Linked DNA regions of Zea mays: region 2 is linked to region 1. The links are chromatin contacts, called in public Hi-C maps. All regions are on one chromosome and are shown on one strand. Each heading gives the region's core, a stretch centred on a gene start, on an enhancer-like site or on the middle of the called end of the contact. The rest is flanking DNA. Distances are from core to core; before and after follow the strand shown. Region 1 has its middle 54 kb from the start of LOC100383281. Region 2 has its middle 3.8 kb from the start of LOC103632671.

What was found. Hi-C and Micro-C count contacts between places; a contact is called where the count stands out from the background.
Region 2: a Hi-C map of bundle sheath shows a contact between it and region 1, with 3 times the contacts expected there. The contact joins two enhancer-like sites. A contact is called at or near these places in 5 of 25 Hi-C or Micro-C datasets (bundle sheath, ear, endosperm and 2 more).

What each region holds. Positions count from the first base shown.
Region 1 is chr7:106,323,152-106,329,915 of Zm-B73-REFERENCE-NAM-5.0, reverse strand. No RefSeq gene overlaps it. Among protein-coding and RNA genes, the nearest start is that of LOC100383281, 54 kb to the left of the region's middle. Within about 2 kb of position 3,730, at least 19 of the 20 cell types and tissues checked have an H3K27ac peak or open chromatin away from gene starts, as enhancers often do. A contact at or near this core is called in bundle sheath and leaf, where this site is marked.
Region 2 is chr7:106,468,701-106,475,464 of Zm-B73-REFERENCE-NAM-5.0, reverse strand. No RefSeq gene overlaps it. Among protein-coding and RNA genes, the nearest start is that of LOC103632671, 3.8 kb to the left of the region's middle. Within about 2 kb of position 3,329, at least 8 of the 20 cell types and tissues checked have an H3K27ac peak or open chromatin away from gene starts, as enhancers often do. A contact at or near this core is called in bundle sheath and leaf, where this site is marked.

The sequences.
Region 1 (6,764 bases), core at 2,481-4,980:
CGCTCATGACCGTGAGCACGGCTGATATACCAGTTTTACACTCTGCAGAGGTTGTGTATCTTTACCCATAAATCGTGTTACCCATTTGTCACGGGGTCGTGAATCCCATACATCTCTACCGAGGAGACAAGGCATGGTAGCACTATGAGGCCTTTCCAAAGTTCCACTAGTTCAAGAAAATCCACTACGGATTTAGGAAGAAGGAAGCATAGGAATCTCTCATCCGAAATGCCATCGCAATAGTTCGACCTGAGGACCTCCCTATACTCTATAGCGACGCCTCCCCGCTTGCCCCTTTCGGGTAAGGTAATCTCTCTCTAGCTTTCCTAATTACTTGGTGAAGGGCGTCCCATTCCACCCTTGTGGTAGCACTGTTTTCCCGGGTGGTTCTCCATGTTCCAATTAATACAATAATCTTATCATGAACAATAAATAAACCAACAATATTATTAGAACATGATCATATATATAATTAATTTCCCAAAACCAGGTAAAACAATAGCAAATCTACCCAATAGTTCATTTGTTTGCAAGCTATGGGATAAGCAATACTAGGGAAACCTATTAGGTCCCATCAAATTAACCTGAGCATGTCATAGTGATTAACATGAACATTATTAGGTAAAGAAGAGTGATCAAGGGCACAACTTTCCTTAGACTTGAGATCACAGGTACTTCTCCAAGCTTGTCTTCAGATTTCCCGTGACCTCACTGCTATTCGTAGCATACATACAAATAAACAAGAAGTACATAAAAATAACAGTACACCAAACATGAGAACAAACAACGTAAGAATATTCTACGCACTGCTAAAAGAATCACTAGAATCAGGGTTATGGTTTAAAAGATACAATTTTCAGAAGTTTTAGGTGATTAAACAATAAAATTATATTCTACGTTGATTAATATAAATCAAGTGAGAAAATATTCCAAAGAAATAGCCAATTCAATATTAGTCTAAGTTATAACTTGATTATATATCACATTTTAGTAAAGTTATAGATGGTCCTGAATTACCATGCTACATTAACTTAGATTAGATGAGTTACTTTAATAAACATGGGTTAAATAAATATTTATTTTTGAAGACATGATACATGGTAAAGATAGTTTACTAAAGTGTAGGTTATATCTTTATGAGGCTAGAGCAAGTTGAACGGGTTAAATCAAAGCTATAATTTGGGAGATATGTTTTTCCTAAGATTATTGATTAAGTTTTATACTTGAAATCACTTTTCTTGGTTTGATTTTATATCTAAACGGTGCTATGGACTATGGGTTGAAATCCTGAGAAGCGCAGGGGCTAAATTGATAAAAAAATAGGGCTTAGTTGTGATGGTTCTAGAGTTGTCTAGGACCACGGGTTGTTTCCTATAAAGTACAGGATCTCTTATGCAAAGTGCCCGGTCCTGAAGAGGTATCGACTTATATCCACCATTCGATCTAGTTCCATGGCTCAGATTAGATTGAGCGAAGGGGTATGCGATGCCGTGAGCGTGATCTTGACTGCTCACTACCAGACCAACGACTCAGAATTTAATGTGTTCGCGTTTTGATCCGAACCGCAACCCGCTCTATCTACGATGTAGATTCGCTGAAAACCAACCTGATATTTTATTTCTAATCGCGATCGTCTACCTAGGATGCAACGGTCCGGGGACCATCTTCCTCCCCACCGCCGAGCCATGGCGGCGCATACCCCCAGGCAGATGACATGGTCGACTTGGCTAGGGCATCGAGTCGGCATCATGCACCCGGATCCAAACTCCAACATGTCCTACGTCAAGCAGAGAACGAAGGGAGATGGGTGGCTTCCCACGGCGAGCGGCGGCTACCCGACTCTCTCTCTTCTAACGACGATGGTGATGACGTGGGGGCGTTGGATGGCTTGAGGGTGTAGGGCTATGAGATTTTTCTATATATTAAAGCTGGGAGCAAATAAGCGTTCACAGCATGTCCACGTCGTCATTATTTCTATCAGCCATACGATCCCATCTCCACGGAAGAGAACCGACCTGCAGGTTCTCGCTCTAGAATATTCCACAACTGTAAAACGACGCGACCGCAGGTCACTACCTCCACACGCAAATTTACACGGAACCGGCTCGCCGCCGCTACCTACCTCGGCGCTTGCGTAGCCCCGGCCTCGGCCGCTACTGAGGTCTTGGGATTCATCAGCTTGAGAAGCGAGACGCAGAACCTGGTGGCCGAGCGGAACAGCGACGTCGGTGGCAACACTCCAGCCTTGGCCTCCACTGCCGACGCATCCATGGCCACAACGTTGGCTGCCCCGGGCGCTCCACGCAATCCTCTTCGGCGTTGGACCGGCACTCTCGTCGCCGGGCACCACAAATTCGAGGTCGAAGGAGTTGTTGTCCTGGCTCGCCGACACGGAGATGGTCATGGTGGCTGCAGCCGAGGGCAATAACTCACGCTGGGCCCAGAAGAGGTCGTGTCATGGTGCTCCTTCCCCCTTTTGCCCTAGGCCTGGGCGATTTCCACGTGGTGAACAATGACGACGTGTGCCAGAGAGATGGGAAGGCACGTGGGGCAGACGCCGGTAGTGAGACTGTACGAGGTGATGGACACGCTCCATCTTCTCCCCTCCCCTCTCCTCCCACCTACATCCTCTGTATATGTGCAACTGAAACTGAAGGTGCGTGTGAGGCAGCTAGGGTAGCAGTGTGGACCTGTTCGTGCTGCTACTTGAGCTTGACCACGCCACATCACCGAGGTGCTTGACGAATTGCCGGAACGGAAAGGCATTCGTAGACGCAGCTGGCCTGTTTGAGAATGTATCGATGTGCGTCAGTAGCTTCTTCGTATTTAGCGAACAGTTTGTTTCTCCAATCTAATGGTCCTTGCTTTGCACCACCTACCTACTTAATTCTAAATCACTAAATGAATGTTGCTAATACGTCCATAGCGAACTGTGCGACGACGTCGGGTAGATCGTTTCTACAAAATTAAATGTGCCATTGAGGATACCATGTATGATTAATTAACACAATAATCGCTCTCTCCCCCTCCAAAATTTGATACGTTGCTCATTGATTTATATCTATATTGACTTATTTTCTTTGCTATATGGTCATATATACCCCACGCTAGGCATATTATACCTATTTATTTAAGGATGGTTTTGTAAGCAAAGGGAATGTACTCTCATGTTATCTTTTCAAATTTTGTATGTGAACTTTGGTCTGAAATGTCAAAGTATGATATCACTATTTTTATCGGCACTCAAGAAGCCATTGAATCGACCTATTTCATTTTCTAAAATTCATCCCTCAAGGTGCCTATTATAGTATTATCCCATGTTTTACTATTAATGAAAGCACCCCTTCACTATTATGCGCTTTTCCATTTTGTATGTAAACTTTAGACTGAAATATTTAAATTTAGTACTCAAATATTCTTTTCATCTAGAGTCATCTAACCCTTGCGGCACTACTGAAAAAGAATGAGTATATTGACAACAAAATATAATATCTTTTTATCACTTACATTACAAAATGGATTTATAAATTGTGTTTCCTAGGCGCGTAAGACGCGCCCAAGTTACTAGTTTATACCTAGAGCAGGTGCACGGGCTGACCGGCTGGTGCCTAGCTGGCCACCCAGTTGGTTACAAGAATCACGCCGATCACAACAGACTCCGGCCGGCAGCGCGCCCAGCGCTAGGTTTGTTGGGATAACGAAGGGGATGGATCTGTCTAGCGGCCCCACACACAAGTGACATACCCACCTAGCGCATGTGAACACGGGAGGCTGGGGAGCAGGCCCTGCACGTCGGTGTTTCAGCGAGCCGAAAAAAGAATAGATGGGTGGCCGGCGCAGGAAGGAAAAGGGAAGAGGAATGGGCCGCATGGGTGCATATCAGCCCAATAGCAGGTTTATCTTTTCTATTCTTCCTATTCATTTCCTTTTATTTTAACCTTTCTATTTTATTTTCTAGTTTGAGTTTCTAAGTTCAAATTTTAATTTCAAATTAAAATGCCCAATCCAGCATAAATGAAAAAGGGTTTATTTTATTTATTATTTATCATGCTATCCATTTATGTAAATACTTCTAACTATATACACTTCATAAAAAGAGTAATAATTTTCTCCACTTTATTCCTCCAAGAAAAATAGTTCTTTAATAATAATATATGTACAAAGTTTTATATTTACTCTTTTTTATGGAATATCTTTGGAAGAAAATCTTTATTTAAAAGTTATTTAGACCTAAGTACATTTTAGAGGAGTTTTCTTATACCCCAAAATCGAATGTTTTGTTTTATGTGTTGCTATCTCTACCACAAAAGGAGTTATGCATCCTAAGTTCCAATCCTATATAATCTACACTAATACTAGTAAAGATTGCAACTTAAGTAGAGAGAGTAAATGCGGAAGATTAAAGAGCTAGTAGAGAAAGCAAAATCCCGTGGACGACGCCAGTATTTTTACCGAGGTATCTGGAACCATGCAAGGTCCTGACTAAGCCTCGCTGGTGCCCCTACGCAAAGGGTAGCCCACGTGAGGGCCAAGCATCACATATGAATAACTCCGTAGAGAGTCATGGGCCTTCTCCATGCACAAGTGGTGCTCCGCTTCTGGCTCCTCTCAGATGCTCCCCGTCGTCTTCACTAATGAGCTTTCAGACGAAACCTCGCGGGTGGCCGTATCACAAACGCGGTTGATACGGTCTCGCAAGTTTCTTGCTCCACTCGGTACAATTACAACGGCTTATGCAAGAGCCGACAGGTTATGTGGGTTTTTCTAAACTCACTCAACTAACTAGGGATCACCTAGAGCAAGCGCAATAGCGGTCTAACTAATCTAAGCACTTCGCAAAGCACATGCGCTAATCACCGAGTGATTCTATTAAGCACTTGGGTGTTTGAGCACTTGGAGATGTGTATAACCTTCCTTGGTGTGTTACTTGAGCTCTCACACCTTCACATGGTGGGTTGGGCGAAGTATATAGGCTCTGACTTGAATATAGCCGTTGGAAAGCAGCTCTACAGCTTTCTGTGGTGCACCGTGTCACACCCGGATTTTAGGGGTCCAAAACCTGGGCGCGAAATAATCACCAAGTGTGCTAGGATCAAGTCTCACACATTTGATGACTCATGGTACAGAAACGAATGTCACATAATTAATATATAACGGAGCTCTGTACAAAATAGTTAAATAATTACATCATACGAAGACAACAATCCAGCAACAAAAGTTGACTGGGAGACGACGACCTAGACCACTCACGAACTCATCATGGCATCTTTCATGCGCCTCATCCTGTGGTACATGTCCTTGATCTAGGGGGGAATGTGAGTACAACAAGGGTGAGCTCACATACGTTCATCGTTCAACAAGTTATGGGGAATAATGTGTATGAACTCACCAAAGGTGGGAGCTCATGTGAAGTGTAAGGCTTACCGAAGAGGATGGTTAAAGCTGAGCATTGCTTTTAAAGTTGGTCAAAATTTTATTAGTAGTTAAAAGTATAAGTAGATACCGATTCACAATTGATAATAACACCCGCGATGCAATGCATATGACAGATTAAGTTTAGTTTCATAAATTAATCATGTGAGCGTCCGAGCCGCTCATGACCGTGAGGACGGCTGATATACCAGTTTTACACTCTGTAGAGGTTGTGCATCTTTACCCACAAGTCATCTTTACACTGTGTAGGGTACCACTACAAGGCCTTCACAAAGTTCCACTAGCTTCAGAAAACCCGCTACAGTTCTAGGGACCGTAGCATAGGAATCCCCCGTTTGAAAAGCCATCGCAGAAAAATCAGCCCGATAACCTCCCTATACCGACCACTCCCCTACTGTCCCTTACCTCTTTCGGGTAAGGTAGTCCTCCACTAGCTTTCCTAATTAGTCAGCCAAGGGCGTCCCATACCATCCTTATGGTAGCACTGTTTTCCCTGGTGGTTCTCCATATTCCAATTAACAATATGATCTTATCACGAATAATAATTAAACAACATAATTGGACATGATCATAATAAAACATTAGTTTCCCAAAACCAGGTAGAGCAATAGCAAATCTACCCAATAGTTCATTTGTTTGCAAGGTGAGGGATAAACAATGCTAGGGAAATATATTAGGTCCCATCAAATTAACCTGAGCGTATCACATTGATTAACAACGAACATTATTAGGTAAAAAGGAGTGATCAAGGGCACAACTTGTCTTAGACTCGAGATTCCCAGGTACCAACTTGGTCTTCAAGTGACTCGTAATCTCGCTGCTACTCGTAGCAATACATACAAATAGACAAGGATCACATAAAAATAACAGTACACCAAACATGAGAACGAACAACGTAAGGATATTCTACGTGCCGCTACAAGAACGAAGGTCCGAGAATCACTAAAATCAGAGTTACGGTTAAAAAGATATGGTTTATGGAAGCTCTATGTGATTAAATATTAAACTATATCATAACTTGGTTATTATACTACATATGAGAAAATATACTATAAATAATTAACTCATCTTTAATCTAGATTAATACTTGATTAGAAATCATATTTTAGTCAAATTATCATCATGGACTAATTTAACTTTGGTTAGAGGGATTAATCTATGAATCATAGGCTAAACCAATATCTATTTATAAAAATATGCTTTATGGTACAAATAATGTCGCCACGGCATAGATAATTTTATTACGAAGCTAACGCAACTTGGACGGGTTAAATTGGAGTTAAAATGAATAAGATATGGATTAACTATGTTTATTGCATTATTTTCATACT
Region 2 (6,764 bases), core at 2,080-4,579, 150 kb before region 1:
GGCGCAAAATATACGTGTGTAGGGGTTCAAATATTAAGTCTCACGCATAAGCTATCCTAACGACACAACAAAATCACTTGTGACTAGATGGCAACATGTATATACATGTTAGGTAATACCACCTCATATTCGCATCTATTAGATAAAATTCTATCTAGTAAAATACATACACCCACATGAATAAATGCCTAGATAACTCAGACCCGAATACACCTATTGCAGACCAAAAATCATGAGTATATCGACTATTAAAATTATAAAACTTTAAATATTGTCTCACGGACACTATTAGATGTTAGAGAATATTAATAGCGTATAGTGCTTCACGACACGATTAGACATTATAGTGTAGTGGCTGGGCTGTTGGTTAGACATTAGTGTCGATATGACACGACACTAATAGTGTCTAATAATGCTATTGTTAGTGCCGGGTCCGTTGATCCGTTTGGCTATGTAATATGTTATCCATAGAAGCAACTCCAACGTGCGATGCGACTTGGACGTCGCTAGCATCGAGTGCCCTCTGACGTAGATTCCTTGTACGGAGACGTCAGAGGATTCGGTTCCATTTTTCTCGCCCTCCCCGTCTTCGTCCTCAACACCTCATCGCCGCCAGAAATCCGACGGCCAGCGACGAGGTACCGCTCGCACTGCCCTCTGACCCCCAATTAATATACCGGCATGCGTTTGTATTTGTATTCGTCGGTGTATTTCTCATGGTACACGGTGGATCTCGTCCGAGGGAGCGCGGGCGCTGTTCAGGTTTCTAGTTCTGTTTCTTTGTCATCTGCCTGAGTTTGAATCCTTATATTTCTTAGTCAATTCTCGCCCTACAGTCTAGGAGAGATTAGAGGGCATAAGTAAACGGTCACATTCTGTTTGCCGCTATAATTGCCAGTTAATTATGATTTCTATCCGGTCACAACTATTGGGTCATGCGATGCAATGTACATGATAAAGTATATATATCAGGTCACTGCTGGACTGATAGTACTTGAACTGAATCAGTGAGGCACAGTATCTTCCCCTTCTAAACTAGAGCCACTTCAGATAAAGAAGACATCGATTCTGTAATTGGTCTGCACTTGACTGGTTTGTTGCCTGCTGGGAACAAAGTGGATATGCATGTTCCTGTATTCGCAAGAATGCTCTTGAGATTTATCTTTATTCAAAAAAAAGGAGAAAAAAATATACTCAGCACACTCAGATGTACCTTTTGACTGCTGATTACTACTCTTTTAGACATATTCATTCACATGTATACTAGCTTTGTGGGCTCTCTCGTGTATGTATATGTGTGTGTGTTGGTGGTGGTGGTGCTGGGGAATGAACAGATGCTTTAACTTCCATGTTACCTGTCAACGACCACTGTATTCTTTAACTCTCTGACGATATCATTTGGTGAAGTATATAACATTATCAGTCAACTGGATGTATGCTCACTCTTTTAGAGAAACTCCGGGTGGTCTGGCTTGAAGGAAGTACATAAAGACCATTGAACCTATCTCCTGCATCGTTCTAGGTTAACCGTTAGTCTTGTACCTACAGCTATGATTTTATAAAGTGAAGTTTAAAATAAGAAGTGAAATAGTTAAAGTTGTCGGAGATAGCTTAGGCTCTCTCTAACCATACCATCTTCCCTTACTTACACGTTCTAAATATATTTTACTGTCTCCCTTTAAAATTCTTCCCCTACATATATGACTTGTCGTCTTGTCCAACTGTTCCCTTTATACAGCTGCAGTTTTGAGTCATCACTCTGGCTGGCAGACAAATCCCAGAAAACCTCTTCTGCAGCCATATGCCGTACGCAGTGTTACAGTGCTCCTGTTGCAGAATCTCACTTACAGTTTGTGATCAGAGTTGGTGTCTCGTTTTTTTTCTTTCTGATTCTGATTTGATGGTTGTAAAAACGCACATGACATGTGTTTCAAAACAGGTGATCCCCAGCTTCGTCATCGCTGTCCGTCACCCCGCCCTTTCCCTGCAGCCTAGACCACATCCATCATCTCCAGACTAGTGATGAGTTTTGCTGTCAGTTCATCATCCTGTATACAGCCTGTGTCTGGTCGGCCCCTTGGCCTTGCTGCCATATAATCATTCATTCATGCATTTCTGCGGAGAAAAGTAGTCACACCACAACACATCCAATCTCTACCCCCCATTGGACGTCGTGCCCCCGTCCGTTTCAGGCTTTCTGGTTGCCATGCCAGCCGAAACGATTCGTGCGTGATGGAGGCCCCAGCGCAGCTTGTGTGGTGACCCCATTGCGACGTTGCTTCTGTGTCTGTCGGCGTTTGGTGGCGACCCACATGGACGTCGTTGTCGCTCGCAAAGTTGCAGTGGACGCACACTTGGGAGCACCGGTTGTTGCGTGTTCATGTTGGACTGTTGGTCCAACCATGTTTTCTCGCGGGGGGGGGGGGGGGGGCTGTATCTGGATGCAAATAAAAGCGACTACATAGGGTTTCTTTCGATTCCGTGACAACATGTTCATCCCACTAATCTTAAAGCAAGTCAGCAACTAACCACATTAGCCCATACTTGTAAGATTATTGTTCGGTCGCTTCAATATTGGTGGAATGGACAAGGATCCTGTAGTGTTGCTTCTCTGTAGCCGGTTTTAGAGGGATTTTTTTTCCCGTTATCTCTCATCTCTGCCCAACCTATTCTTCCTGTGGACTGATTTGTAGATCAGAGATCATAGGGAAATTGGTGAGGGTTGAGGAGAAAATTAGTTCATTTCTCCTCTAATCTCTTCGTGATCCCTTTGTCACCAAATTAATCCTAACATTTCTTTTTTTTTCTTTGTTACAAAGGAGATCTAAATGTGATGATCATCGCATATTAACTTGAGTCCGTATAATTTTAAAAAGGGATGAGATAGAGAAGCTACACTATTTTTTACACGCGCCGTAACCATCAAACAAAACACTAGAGTTACATACTAATGGCTAACCCTGCCAGATTTGAGTGTGAAACTGAGTAGTTCTGGTGCCTGCACCAGAAACTCATCAGAGTTTTAGGACAGCGCTAGGTCGGCACCGATTTGTTGGAGTGTCTTAGGTACCTCTAGTATATATCCTTAAGAGCTGGTGCCATGTAGGGGTGGTCACACATATGATGGCAGCAATGAGCTTTGCACCGCGACAGGAGATTCTATTTGGCGACCTTAATCACGTGTCTGCCGCCCTGACAATCACAAACATCGTCTTCACTCTTCAGCACGCTCCATTTCAATGGCAACAAGCTCGGGTACCTCGGGTTAACATCTCATGGCCTAGTGACTACGACATTAGAAGCTTTTAATAAATAAGATCTAATCTACACGATGGACCGATGGTGTGGCGGCCACTACCACGACTGTTCGGACTCAAGACTCCATACCGACTCGGACAGTCGTGGGGACTTGGACTCGGACCACTAGAGATGGCCAAACGGGCCGCCCGGCCCGGCCCGGTCCGGGCTCGGTGAAGCCCGGCCAAAACCGGGCCGGGCCTGCTGAGCCAGTGGGCTTAATTTTCTGTCCAAGCCCGGCCCGCAGCGGGCCTAAACGGGTCGGGCCGGCCCGTTTAGCACGAAAAAAACAGGCCGAAAAGCGAGCTAAACAGGCCGGTAATCACGTTTTAGTGTAAAAAAAACGGGCTTAACGGGCTTAGAGGTAAATGGGCCGTGCCGGGCTAGCCCGCCGTGCCTAGTTTCCTGTCCAAACCTGCCCGCTTATTCTACCGTGCCGGGCTCGGACCGGGCCCAAAAAGCGGGCTTCGTGCCGGGCTCACAGGCCTCGTGCTTTTTGGCCATCTATACGGACCACCTCTGGGGACGAAGAAGACTCCATGAAGAAAAAATGGTGGGCCCAAGAAGACCCACGTCGGAGTGGTCGGGAAGTTCACGGCCGAATCGAGATGGCTGAGTTCTAGGGACAACTCGTCTAGGCCACTCCGATGCATATTCTCATAACGACAAAATTCCTGCTAGATGGTATTACTCCACTACTACCGTAAGGCAACCCACAGGATTGAAAACTTCAAGAAGATCCAAAATATGACGTAACACCCAAAAATCCTAACTTTAGAATTTATAAAAGTTTGTCCAATATATTTAAGTAAATTTTGAAACAAGAATCAAATTTGAAACTTAGAAAGAAAATAAGTAGTTGAAAGATATTGTATTGATTTATTCTCCTCCTAAACTATAAATACGTTTCAGATGTTCAAGTAACCCTTAATAGAAAGTATACCATACCTTCTTTTAAAATAAATAGATAATGAATATTTATTTATGAAGTAACTTTTAATTCCTATCCCACGTTCCAATGCTATTTTCTTAAAAGAAAGAAAAAATATGAGTGTGTTTCATACTTCAAATAACATCTACCAAACAAATAAATTAATTAAAATAAATATATATCTATACCATCATGATTGATTTTTGAGTGAGCATTATGTTTGACTTTTGAACTTTATTTGAATCTGAATTAAGAAAGAATAGAAATTAGAAAAAGGAATAACAAAATAAGAAAATAAGAATAAAAGAAAAGGAATCAATACCTGCGTTGGGCTAGATCTACTGTCGAGCCCACCCCCTTTTCTATTTCGCGCGGCCCAGAAGTCCACCGCGCCGCTGCTGCCAACCCCTGTGGCCCACGCGCCAGCCTCCCCAAACCTTACTCGGTCACTTGTTGGTGGGTCCGCGCTACATAATCGTCCCTCACACCCGAACACCGCACCCAACGCGAGAGGTGGCACGTAACAAACCCCGTGGTATCCGCTGATATTGATCCTCAGGTCGGACTCCGCCGCGGCCTATAAAATCCATACTCTGTGGCCCTTCGTCCATCTCATCTTGCCTCAGCCTGGCACCATCACTGGTGCTATGTGGAAGCATGGGAAGCCAACCGCCGCCGCCGGCCGAACCACATTTGCCCACGGTTCGGGCCTCAGCTTGGGGCTCTAGGGAATCGCTTGGTTGAGTAGAAGATATACAAATCATCGACATCCATGGGGAAGCTTCGGGGTGGGCGCAATTGCTCGCCGAACTTCATGACCCATGATGGATCCGCCCATCGACAGGGATAGCCGTCCTCTCGTCACAACTCGCTCATAGTTCGACCATAACAGGTTTGCTGGTCTCCCCTTCTCGTGTAGCTGCTTTCGTCGCTTAGAATAAGCCGCCAGAGGGCTGTAATCGTGAACTCGATGGGGAGCGCAACCGTGGGGGCGCTCGGAGCCGCCGCCATTTGGGAAGACGGGCGTGGGCGGTTCGATTTGGGTTGATCGGCTGGGATTAGATCTGGGTTGCGTTTTGGCATCAGGCATCGTAGACCGTCGATCTCTGAGCGGACGCTACAGATTAGATGGGAGAATACCCCCCTGGATGAAGGATCTAAACCGTTTAGAGGGGATTGGGCGGTTTAGATTAGATCGTTCCTTGATGAAATCTGGGCTGTAACTGTTAAATCGTACGGTCATCATAGGGTACCGGTTCACATAAGGGTGGGATCTAATCTGGTCCGTTGATTCCAGATCGCGTGGCCCCTTTGGTTGATACCCCTTCATTGTGGCGTATTAACATATGAGCCCTCGAGATTTTTATATATCAACCTGCCATCCTAGTCTTTATTTAAAACATAGCAGATAGGTCCTGTTTTTAGCGCTGTGGCCCCTGGCTTCTTCAGAAATTGAAATTACAGACAGAGTTCTCGGTTTAGTTATAAACTAAATAAAGAAAATGATTTTTAGTATGAAAATAATTCCAGAAACTTGTTTAATTCATAAGTAATTCATTTTAACTCCGAATTGATCCATTCCAGTTGCATTAATTTCATATTAATATTGTTCTTCATCTAGTAAACTTATTCCAGGCACTCAATTTATTGTATACCTATCACTTGAAACTTCATATGATCATAACTCTTTGACGGTAACTCCGAATTTAGTGATTCTTGAACCCACGATCTCATAGCATCACATAGAACATTATTATGTAGTTTGTTCTTATGTTTGGTGTGATGTTAATTTTGCCTATACCATGTTTGTTTGTATTGCTACGACTAGCAGTGAGGTCACGAGAATTTGGAGATCATCCTGGTACCTGGAATCTCAAGCCTAAGGCAAGTTGTGCCCTTGACCACTTTTATTTACCTAATAATGTTCTCCATAATCATTTTGGCATGCATAGGCTTAATTTTGATGGGACCAAATAGGTCACCCTAGTTTGGTTATCTTTACACCTTGTTTACCCCTGAACTTTTGGGTAGTCTTTGTTATTGCTATATATGGTTTTGGGTGTTGAGATAACTATTACACATGGTCATTCTTTATTATTATTGTTCTATTTCTGTTTATGATAAGACCATTATGTTAATTGGAACATGGAACTTAACTTGAGAACCACGTGCCACCACAAGGGTGGAATGGGACGCCCTTGGCTGACTAATGAGGAAAGCTAGTGGAGGACTACCTTACCCGAAAGGGGCAAGGGCAGTAGGGGTTTTCTGAAGCTAGTGGAACTTTGTAAAGACCTCGTAGTGTTACCCTGCCTCGTCTCCTCGGTAGAGATGAATGGGACTTCTAGACACCTTGGCAACCGGGTGACATGACTTGTGGGTAAAGGGTACCACCTCTGCAGAGTGTAAAACTGGTATACTAGCCGTGCTTGCGATCATGAGCAGCTCAGGACTCTGGCATGATTAATTTATGAAATTAAATTCAATTTGTCATTTGTATCGCATTGTGGTTTATTATTAAATTTGATCTGTTATT